2 separate regions of the Sus scrofa genome follow, and region 1 is linked to region 2. Evidence: chromatin contacts called from public Hi-C data. All regions are on one chromosome and are shown on one strand. Each heading gives the region's core, a stretch centred on a gene start, on an enhancer-like site or on the middle of the called end of the contact. The rest is flanking DNA. Distances are from core to core; before and after follow the strand shown.

The links. A called contact is a pair of places that touch in the nucleus more often than the background predicts.
Region 1: a contact with region 2 is called in a Hi-C map of liver, with 2.0 times the contacts expected there. The contact joins two enhancer-like sites. A contact is called at or near these places in 1 of 5 promoter capture datasets (liver) and 1 of 47 Hi-C or Micro-C datasets (liver).

The regions. Positions count from the first base shown.
Region 1 is chr8:10,333,297-10,339,554 of Sscrofa11.1, reverse strand. All of the region lies in intron 2 of LOC102158082 (a long non-coding RNA gene), which reads left to right. Among named protein-coding and RNA genes, the nearest start is that of CPEB2, 70 kb to the left of the region's middle. Within about 2 kb of position 4,279, at least 17 of the 83 cell types and tissues checked have an H3K27ac peak or open chromatin away from gene starts, as enhancers often do. A contact at or near this core is called in liver, where this site is marked.
Region 2 is chr8:10,225,031-10,230,759 of Sscrofa11.1, reverse strand. All of the region lies in intron 4 of LOC102158082 (a long non-coding RNA gene), which reads left to right. Among named protein-coding and RNA genes, the nearest start is that of CPEB2, 180 kb to the left of the region's middle. Within about 2 kb of position 2,524, at least 15 of the 83 cell types and tissues checked have an H3K27ac peak or open chromatin away from gene starts, as enhancers often do. A contact at or near this core is called in liver, where this site is marked.

The sequences.
Region 1 (6,258 bases), core at 3,030-5,529, 110 kb before region 2:
GTGTTTTATAGTTGTGTGAAGTAGATACAATAAGGAAAGACTTTGGAACACAATTGTTTTTGCTCTGCTGTTACCAAGCAGCAACACCAGGAAGCAGGACAACGGCAGAGAAAGAAAGCTGACATTCAGCTACCCATTCACTAAAAAAAAAAAAAAAGTATTAATCGAACACCTACTATGTACCATGCCTTAGGCTATGTGTTGGGTTACCACACTGATCAGGATAGTGCACCTTCCCTTAGAGAGACCAGGTCTTTTTTTTTTTAATTGGACTGTAGTTGATTTGCAATGTTGTATTAGTTTCAGGTGTACAGTAAAGTGAATCATATACATACAATTATGTGTATACTTACATCCATTCTTTTTTTCCGTGTAGGTTATTATAGAATATTGAGTGGATTTCCCCATGCTACACAGTAGCATAGGACCTGTTAATAGTAGGTCTCTCTCTCTCTCTTTTTTTTGGTCTCTTGTCGTTTCAGGGCCTCATCCGGGGCATATGGAGGTCCCCAGGCTCGGGGTCTAATCAGAGCTACAGCTGCTGGCCTACACCAGTCACAGCAATGCCAGATCCCAGCCGCATCTGTGACCTACACCACAGCTCAGGGCAATGCTATATCCTTAGGCCACTGAGCGAGGCCAGGGATCAAACTGGCAACCTCATGGTTCCTAGTCAGATTTGCTTCCACTGCACCACAAACTCCAATAGTAGGTCTCTCAATTATCCATTCCACATATAGTAGTGTGTATGTCTCATTCCCATCCTCCCAATTTATCCCTCTCCCCCCTCCCCAGTTTCCCCTATGGTGACCTTAAGTTTGAGATTCCCGTCTTTGGGGGCAGATGGACTAGTAAAGAGACATTCAGAGTATGGGGAAGTAGGTGGGATAAGTGTTCTAAGACATAAATGAGCCGAGTACCGTAGCAGCTAAGAGAAGGGGGATCTGATTTAATCTAGGTGGATTGGTGGTGGTGGTTGGGGTCATAAAATGCTTCTTGGTGGTAGTTCTCAAGTAAGCAGAGATCAGTGGAGCCAGCAGGCTCGATTATAATCATTCCATTGGTCTTTGTGGGGAAAAGGAGCGAGAGAATGTGCTCACAGCCTCCCACGCTTTTGAGAAGGATGTTATTTCCACATTTCTCACTACAACTACGGTTTGAATCAGTAGGGAAATGCACTGACCTTTGCACAGGGAATCAGAAATTCTGCCTATTCAGAATTCACAGGCTAATGCAGCGCAAGTCAGGTGACACCTGGAACATAATCTATGATGTATTATCTGGAGGAAAGCCTGACACAGTTATCTTCAGGTAGTAGGTGTTCAACTAATGCTAGTTAACAGCAATAACAGGGAGTTACTAGGGGTCGTCAAAACTTGAGCTGTTTGGTGAATATGAAGTTTTATTCTTTTTTAAATTTAAAAAAAATTTTTTTTTGGTCCTTTTGCCTTTTCTAGGGCCGTTCCTGTGGCATATGGAGGTCGCCAGGCTAGGGGCCTAATCGGAGCTGTAGCTGCCGGCCTATACCAGAGCCACAGCAATGTGGGATTTGAGCCCCGTCTGTGAACTACACCACAGCTCACAGCAATGCCGGATCCTTAACCCACTGAGCAAGGCCAGGATTGAACCTGCAACCTCATGGTTCCTAGTCGGATTCGTTGACCACTTAGCCATGACAGGAACTCCTGAAGTTTTATTATGAAAGTTAAAATAACTAAAGCTCCATATAAGAAATAGTTTATAGTGAAGTTTATGTTTTCCAGGTATTTTTTAAAAAAATTGTTTATATATGTATGTGCTTAGAAGAATTGTGGTGAGAAATGGACCTTTAAAAAATTAACCTGAGGAGTTCCTGCCTTGGCACAATGGGACAGGTGGCATCTCTGCAGTGCCAGGACTCAGGTTTGATCCCAGGCAGCACAGTGGGCTAAAGGATCCAGCACTGCTGCAGCTGCAGTGTACCTTGCAATAGCAGTTCAGATCTGATCCCTGGCCTGGGAATTCCACAAAAAGAAAAAAAAAAAAAAAAAAAAGAAAAAAAAAAAAAAAAAAAAAAAAAAACCTTGATTTTTAAAATTATGTGAAATATTTAAAACAGAGAATGTGAAAAGAAATGATCTGACTGTGTCAAAATCTTTGTCAAATCTTAACCTTTTAGACATATTTGCTTCAAAATTTTTTTTCTAAGAAAAACCATGACAGATAATAGGTTCCTTCCCATCCTGTTTTCTTTCCTTATTAATTAGAGATAATAGCTAAATCCTTCCAGAATGGTATTGTGAAGTGGCGTTTGTAATTACCTAGTTGTCTACTTTCATCCGGTCTTCCTTCTTTCCTTTGAACAAATAAGTTTTGATTTTTAATTTTGAAGAGATCTATTTTGTCATTGCTTATTTGGGGACTGTTCCTTTTTAAATAGCATTTGTTCTTGTTTCATAGATGTAATATCTTTTACTTCTCTGGGAATTTTTTTTCCCTTTGATTTCTTTTGCTTCTTGCATTTTATCTATTTCTTTATTTCCTAAAATAATTAAAAAATAATTGTGTTGGTCTGTTTGCTATGTTAGAAGTGATCTTCCAAAAATTGGTGATTCTTTTCTGTCCATTTCTATTGAAAGCAAGGCACTTACAAGCATATCAAAAGCCCAACACGTGAGGGCAAGTCTTCTTGAATGCTAAACTTCACTCTTGGGCAGTTGAGTAGATAATTAACCCTTTCCGTGCAGAGCTTCCAGTTGTCCAGCAACTGTATCACTTGGGCTTATCAGTCGCCTAAGAAGTTCCCTATGTTCCAGTCTCTTGACTGTGAGTATAAGCCTGGCTGATGGCCTCTGGGAATTGAGGGAAAGAAGGCTGCTGCCCCTCATTTTCAGCATTTTCAGCTCTGCACACTCCCCTTGCTATGCCTGGTGCCTGAGTCCAGAGTCCTCTGGTTCAGTGCTTTCAGTGATCAACTTCCAGTCTTGTGAGGCCATGGGGTGAGTGAGGAGGGAGAGGATTATGTCATTTTTGCCACAGGAGGTTCTCGAGTAGTCCCACTATTTATTTCACATATACGCGCCTTTAACCAGTCCTCCTGGTCTTTGACCCACTGAATCTTCACCCTCGGAGGTATCTCTAATTCCTGGTTTCTCTTCCACTAGAGTTTGGCCAGGAAATAGAGGTGAGCTTAGGCTTAGAGTTAAATGAGAGAATTTTATTTATTCTCCTTCTGTCTGTCTCTTCCTCCATCTGTGTTACTCCCCCTACACCTGATGCCTCGACGACTGCCTTCCCCTTGCTCCCAGGCCCATGTATAGATCACCTCGGCACTTTAGAAACCTGTTCCACACATAACAATAACAGGGATGTTGTAGATCCAGCCTGCTGGTCAGCACGTTGCTCGATCCCATCCTTACAGGAGACGTGGTGCCTGTGTCCTCTGGGCTCTCTCTGGCCTGAAGTGTGGTCAAAGCAGGCATTCCTCTCCCCCCTTAATGTAAGTAGTGTCTTCTCTGTCTCTCCACTGACTTTGAGCAGTCAGCCTTGTCCCGGTTCCCCATCTTGGGTGGTGGTTCAAGTTTTATTTCAATAACATAAAATGAAGACTGCAGAAGCTAAGGCTTCAGCCCCACTCCAGCCTCAGAGCTTAGGAGCCTTTTGGCTTCGGCCCCTCGCATTTGTTTCCCTGTTCCTCATCCGAGAAGGGTAATCTTCCCCCTTTACTCCTGACCATGTCTTTTAGTGTGTATATGCTATGCTTATTTTTTAATGTGTTTTTCCTCCATCGCTTCTCTTAGTTTGGAACAGAGGAACAAAGTGTGAACATAGTACATCTTCACAGAAAGTCTGAATATTGATTCATTAAAAATTAACAAGACAGCAGCAACAACAAAAGCCAATGACCAAATGAAACCCATGCCCTTTCATCTGACAAAAAGTGTTACGATCTGAGCGAGTCTGATTTGACTGTGCTTTGTGACGTCTCAAGCCTCTCACCAATCTTAATGATTTATTTTACATGTATGTGTCCATGTCACCTCACTAGAAAATTCTAAGACCTTCTTCACACGGGCCTCAGTTTTATTTATGTCACAAACGTAAAAGGTGAACTTCTAAAGACCTGGAATTTCTCTCTGTCTCAGACACATTCCCCAAACTTCCAGCACAAACAGAAAAGCATTTTCCCGTCTCTGGGGTCCTTAAGCAATGTTTGGCTGAGAGACACACAAGACGAGGGTTAGAAGTGAGTTCTCAACAGGCTGGGTGAGTAGAACGCCCTCCTTCCTGCGCAGGCTCTCCAGCCCGGGCCCATTGCCAAGAGCACAGAAGTTCGCCAGAAAGACAAACAGTGAGAAGTTCACCAAACACTTGGACTTTAATTTGCTTCTTGAAATGCCAGGTTATTTTCTTTTTCTGGCAGGCACTGTCGTTCCTTCGCTAACCTCACAGATTCTAAACTCTAGTCCTACCCTTGGTAGCAGTTTTCCTGGAACTTTACCAATTCAATAGACATTTATTAAGTGTGCCGGGCAATGCTTGGGACTGGGGGTATGAGTACAGCACAGATCCTGTTCTTAAGGCCTCACGGTCTGATGGTGGGGGGACAGACAGGTCTGTGAACCAAGAGAATTAGCACAGGTGACAAACCTGTGTGCTTGAGCTCTAGCTGTGGCGTCCAGCTGCCCAGGTTCTCATCTGTAAGAGCTGCTGTTCATGGTTAGTCAACCTCTCTGTGCTTCAGTTCCTCCCCTCCTCCCTCCCCATAGAAGACATGATGACAGTTTCATAGAGTGTTTATATGTAAACATTAGGGTTTATTATGGTACTTATATATATTATACATATTTTATATACACACACTCACAAATGTATGTATGCATGCTTACCTATATCTACAGGTAAATATATATCTAGCAATATGTATATATCTTGTAGTCTGTGTATGTGTATGTATGTATAGTAGATATTCTGTATGTTCTGTATATAAATATACAGGTGCTGTAATATATGGCAGGTTAGATATTATAATACATCAGTATGTATAGAACCTATATAATGGAGCTTGCCAAACAGGAAGCACTTCATAAATGCCAACGTGTATTATTATGTAAATTTTAATTATGGAAAATGAAGGAGAGATTGAACCAATAATGGATGGAACATGGACTTTGCAGTCAGACAAGCCTAGGTTTATGAGACTTGACACACTGCCTACTGCACTGAGAAGGCACTAGGCCTAGGTTTAAAACCTTGATCACCATCTTGTAACCCTGAATAACCTTGTATGTGAAGTCCTTAGTCCATTTCAAAATCGACGCTCAGAAAGTGCTGCTGTTATTACTATTATTCCTTAGTTGCTCTGAAATAAAGTTTTCCCAGCTCGAAAATAATGATGACTATGTTTATATTGATATAGGACAATTGTTGATCATTTTATGAAAATAATAAATACATCATTTCTAGCACAAAGGGGGGCATTTGTCAAATCGATAAATGATCATTTAAAATATTATTATCATATTCAACTATGTATTTTTTATATAAAGTGTCTCCTGTATGGCAGAGAAGACTAAGATGCCACCCAAAATTTCCACTCTTCCTTCTATAGGATAGAACTATCCTGGGAAAGAGCTGCCAAGCTATGGACTACATCTCCTTCCTTTTTGGGCCAAGTACCTGATTCTCAAAATAGAATATGAGGGTAAGTGATGCATGTCCCAGTAGAGGTGATTAGGAAGTATGGCTTTTCTCCCCTCTTTTCCCTTCTGCTAGCTAGAAGCAGAGGACTCAGATCCTAGGACATGACAGAACCAGAACCACAAGACGAAAAGATCCTGGGTTCCTGAATCACCATATGGAGGAAAGTTACCTACCAAGCAGGAACATCCACACTGGGTTTTTAATCTGAGAAAGGAAAGGACTTTTATTGTCTTAAGCCAATTTGGGGAGGGGGTCTATTTGTTAAAGCATCGAGTATCATCATAATAAATGTAATACATGTTGAAGGTGCCAGAGTAACTGAGGACAGGGGAGCAAATTAGAAGAGTAATGTCACTGTTGAAGGGAGAGGTCACCAGGATTTGAGCTAGAAAATGTGGTGGAAATGGAGTAGATGACATGAATGCAGAATGTATCATGGAGACAGCATAACAGAGTGTGTCATTGGTTTGCTTTATGGAGCAGAGAGACACAAATGTAAAAATAGAGTCGGGTTTGTTGAGAGGGAGGACGGGGAGGGTGATGGTGACATTAATCGAAGTGAGGAAGGGAGGATGA
Region 2 (5,729 bases), core at 1,275-3,774:
TTTAGAAGGAGGACCCTCTGTGTTTTCAGTGCATGGGGGCTGCTGAGGGTGGGGACACCCCTGATGTGTCTGTAACAATAATTGTAGAGGACACACCAGTCTTACTTGCCAGGCTGGACACAGAGAGGGAGCAGCTGGAGGTGCTCTGAGAGGATCTGACATCAGGTGGCTCCCAGGAAGTAGACCTGAGCGTTTTACTTTGGATTTTTTTTTTTAACTATTGTGTCTCCTCCTACTCGACTGCTCCCTGGGCTGGTCCTGCTGCTTTTTCCAGTCTAGTCTGTGCCTTGCTGGAGGGCAGTCAGTATTTTCAAGGCTTCAAGCTGTCCTCACCTTAGAAAAGCCTTGTCCTTCTGAGTAAAGCTTAAAGCATAATTTTCCTTACCTTTACATTTCTGTTTGGTTCATAAAAAAAGACAAAAAGCAAAACAAAAAATTACCTGAATTGCCCTTCAGAGAAAATTACGTAGGGCCATCATCAGGCGGGTGGGGACAATGTGTGGGAACATCCTCAATAACGCTTACAGCGAAAAAGTTAACTATGAATGTGGGTAAACACCGTAGTCTTAGGAGCTCCCTGGTGGCCAAGTGGTTAAGGATTTGGCATTGTCACTGCTGTGGCTCAGGGTTCAATCCCTGGCTTACTCATAGTCTTAATGATTTAAAAGAAACAAAAGTCTTAATGATTTAAAAGAAACAAAAAGACCAACAACAAAATATGCGTAAAAATAAGACACTGGAGAGGAAATACTTCAGTTAACTGCGCCACAAGGAAATGGAATTCTGGGTTGTTTTTCTTCTTTAAGTTTCTCTATATTTTCACATTTTTCTACCAAAAGCACATATGGTTTTAAAATCAGATTAAAAGAGTAGTTTGACCTCACACTACTCTGGTGTATTCCAGTCAGGGAAAAAAAAATACATACATATATATATATATATATATATATATATATACACACACACATATTATATACACACACATATATATACATACACACACGCATATACACACACACTTATACATATATACACACACATACATACATATATACACACATATACATATATACACACATACACACACACACACATATACATATACACACACACACACACACATTTGCACTCAGATGTCTTCCTGGAAGCAAATGGAAACTGTGGAAAGTGGATCCATCTGTCAAGATGTGATTTTGATTAAATTGTAAGTTACCAAAACCGTGGAGAAAATGAAAAATGATATTAGGGACCCTTGAATTATCCTTGTAACTACTTCCATTCTAATTTCACTTTGTAGGCAGAGACCTTTTTCTTATTTTAAATGTTTGGATGATGGAACCACTAAGAATTATCATTGTCCTAACCCTTCATATATTTACTTTTCAAAACATGAAATTTCAAGTAGAAATAAAAGCCCCAAATGCATCCGAAACTCACTGATGCCTTCTTTTTACATAGGACAAATCTATTGCCTTTCATAATTATTTTTATTGAATTATAAATTGATGGGGAGCAATAAAAACCCAGAAGCCTGAATATCAGGGAGAAAAGGAGACTTGGTCGCAACTTGTTGGTATTTTCTGAAACACGTATTTATTCCGCGCCACAAAAGCGCCATGCGTTAGCATCCTTAAATAATGGAGGACAGTGTCTAAGAGGTGGCCAAGGGGCTGATGATAAGGCAGGTCCGCACCTTCTCAGGGCACTGTCACCATTTTATCTTCATGGTTCTTGGCATCTGTTTCTCTTCTCTCCCTGGGCCATTGTCAGAAGTGTGAGTAACCAGGACACATAAGTCTGCATTTACCAGCTGTCTTTCTGTCCCCAACCTATTTCCCTTCCTCAGGCTCATCTGGCCCCCACCCCCTCCCCTGGCACCACTGCCTCTGCTAGAACTCATCCCTTTCTCTTCTGGCTACTCATCAGACTGTGAGCTCTTTGAGGGCGGGGACCATACCTTAGTTTTCTTGATATTCTGAGCAGCCAACATGGAGCCTGGACTATGGGCTTAGATACATTTTTTTAAATGAATAACTAAAGTGGAACCAAATTAATTAATAACATAGAGTACTTACTCTGTTTCAAGCACTGTTTTAAATACTTTGCCCACATGGATTCACGTCATCCTCATAAAAAAATAATGCGAAGCTCCATTGTTATTATCCACACTTACATGCACCTGTTGGAGGTGCGGTGGTGATCGCAGACCTTCTGGCATTAGAGCCAAGGCTGTTGAAAGCTATGTGGCTTCTGACCCTTTCCTCCTAGACCCACTGGGGTGATGATGGTGACATGTTCCCATGAACACCCCTCACCCCCACCAGGGCAACGGAGGGCCATGTCTGAGCGCAGATGTGAGTCTGTACAGAGCTCACTTGGCTGGGACTGCTCCTCATTTCTCAACCTTGTTAATGGCTAAGAGTGCCTGGCACCCATCCAGGCACTGGGCAGTCAAGCCGGGCGGGTCCGCCCGCATACCACGTGATCAGGCCTGTCCACACAGGCTGCTGGCTTTGCAGCCTTCTCTGGGCATTTTTCTGGAACCCTATCCCTTCTTCTTCCTCACCGTGATCTCTCTGTTTCTTCCAGTGTCCACTGGGCTGACCTCTGGCTTTCTTGGCTTTGTTTTCAGCTCCAGCTGCTCCAGCTCTTTTGACTTTGCAGTGGCCCTTGGCTTCCCTGGTCGAGCCTGACTGCACACAGCCAGCCCTCACCCTTGAATTCTTCTGTCCCTGACAGCTTCTGGCAATAGTCCCGCTTGACCAAACTCCAACCCCTAGTGCTGACATGGCCCCCAAGGCAGGGATGGAACGCCCCCAGCCCTTTCCACATGGCTGAGCAAATAAAGTGGGCGACGATGGGCTAGACGTCTGTAGTTCCAGAGTGGGAGAGGGTGGCAGGAAGGCCTTGAGGATCAGATTTGGGCTTTTCTCCCAGCCTCTCCTGTCAGCCCACTTCTTGGTTCCCCCCAAACCCCCTTCGCCCTTGTCTGAAGGGCTTCATGTAGCGGATTCCCGCTGCCCGGGGGACTTGTCACCCCATCCTCCACCTTTCTGACTCTGCCTCACCCTCTGGACCTCAGTTTGATGGGGAGCCCTTCACTTCTTCCATCCCCCAACCCCGACTGAACCACATAGGTGCCATTTCTCCTTTCTCCTTTGTCACCCAGTACGTCTGTGTCACCACCGTAATGGCTGATGTCCACCCAGGGCTTCATCTGTGCAGGTGCTGTTTAAAGAACTTGATGAGAATTAACTGATTCTCCCCAACAACCCTGAGAAGGATACCACTGCTTTTTTTTTTTTTTTTTTTCTTTTTTGGCTGCCCTGCGGCATATGAAGTTCCCGGGTCAGAGATCAGATCTGAGATGCAGTTGTGACCTATGCCACAGCTGCGGCAATGCCAACTCCTTAACCCACTCTGTGGGGCTGGGGATCAAACCTGTGTCCCAGTGCTCCAGAGGTGCCACCAATCTTGTTGTGCCACAGTGGGAACTTTATTATTTTTTTTTTTTTTTGGTCTTATTTATTTACTTATTGATTTTTAGGGCCGCACCTGTGGCATGTGGAATTTCCTGGGCTAGGGGTTGAATTGGAGTTGTATCTTCCGGCCTACACCCCAGCCATAGCAACACCAGATCCAAGCTGGGTCTGCCACCTACGCCACAGCTTGCGGCAATGCCAGATTCCACAAAGTGAGGCCAGGGATTGAGCCTGCATCTTCATGGGTGGAATGCCTACCTGAATTCTAGTTATGGATATTTTATGTCAGATTCAAATAATACATCCCTGATTCTTGATTTGGTGCGATCTGGTGTGACTAAAATGCAAGGACAGCCAGCCGACTGGTGTGTCATCTTAGGGTTCCTTAACGATTTCTGCAGTAATCAATCTTATTCAATATGAAAAATTTGAGCCACAAAGTGATGTCGATCTCAGGCACCACATTTTACACAGCTGGAGATGGGGGAATAACTTGCCCAAGGTCATGCCTGGAGCCAGTGACAAACAGGGTGCCAGGTCGGCTCACTTCCAGTCCTATGTCCTTTCCGCACACCTGGTCAAACAGAAACTACTGTCACATGAGGGCATGCAGGTAAAACAAACATAACTGGTTTGATTCTGACTCCAAACAGCACGAAGGGGCCCATGGCTCCCGTGCTGCCGGGGACTGTGATCAGCCCAGAGTCAACACAGGGCATCTGATAGCAAGGCACGCCTGACTCAGAAAGGGCCCAGGCTCTGCAAAGCTCTAAGGGAGTTTTGCTTACAGCTCCGTCTTTATTGCTGTGTGACCTTGAGCGCATTCCTTTACTTCTCTGGTCTCCAGTCTCCTCTGCAGCATGACACAGTGTGATGAAACAAATGTTTGTCTCTCAAGTTCAATGTTGAAGCCCTAACCCAGAATGAGAAGATATTTGGAGTGGACCTTTTGGAGGTAATTAGGATTGTAAGGTCGTGAAGCCAGAGCCCCTGTGATGGGGTTAGTGTCATTTTTTAAAAAGGAAAGGAGGTAAGAGCTCTCTCTCCTTCCCTCCCTCCCTCTCTTCTCCCCCGCCTTCTGGGGACACACTGAGATGGCAGGTGTCTGGAAGCTTGGAAGCAGCCTCTCACCAGGACCTGAACCTAGCACCTTGATTTTGGACGTCCAGCTTCTGGAACTATGAGAAAGAAACGTCTGTTGCTTAAGACCCTCAGTCTCTGCAATTTTGTTATAGGAGCCTGAGCTGATTAAGATGGTTTTATAAGCTTGAACTTGAATCCCCCTTCTGGCCCTGTGATTCTGACATTCTTTTTCAAGGTCCCCTCTGTTGTTGGCTGCATTCCTTCCTGCCATGTTGCTGTCCCCCAAGCCACTCCTCCTCACTGGTGCTTTTTTTCCAACTCCTCACCATTAATCAAAATCATCTGCCAACTCAGAGGTTGAGCACAAGTCTCAGCTTCCAGGTGTGAAGGAAAAAGCGGTGCCTTTGAGTCAAATCCAGATACTTCTCTTTAATTTATGTGGCCTGGAGCAGTTACTTAACCTCTCTTCACCTCCATCTGTAAAGTGCAGTTAATAATGCTTATAGGATAAGTGTTGTTGTGACGATTAAATGGAATTAAACATGCAAACTACCCATAAGACTGGGAGTCAGCACCGTTCTTCTGTAAAAGGCCAGACAGTAAATAAATTTAGGCCTTTCAGGGAATATAGTCTCACAGCCTTGCCCTTGTAGGGCAAAAAATGATCATGGACAATGTGTAAACAAATGGGCGTGGCTGTGTTTCAATAAAACTTTGTTTAGATCTGCACCCCCTACCCAGCAGCTGCCTGCCATGCTTTGCTGTTCTACATGGTAGATTATGAGCCTCAATACATTTTTGCTCAAACAAACTTTAGGCTGTTTTGCACTGTATCCGTTCTTCTCTGGGGCCCCTTCTTCCCTCCCCGACTCACTCTTCTTTCTCAGATAATGGGTACCTTGACAGCAAGAACAGATGTTCTCATTGGTGTCTTTACACCCAGACTTCCAAGCACAAGCACTAATAGATGGGCTGTAAGAGTTTTTTTGAAATAGAATGAAAAGGAGTCCCCCTCCCTTCATCCCAGGCCCACGGTCCAGCGTCTGAGGGCCCCCAAATGCAGCGGTGTGGGCCTGACGCCACAGGAGAAGAAAGCCTTTCTCAGGACCTAGGGGGCCTGCAGACTGGGCAGGCTTTGCTTTATAAAGAGATGCTGTGCTTTGA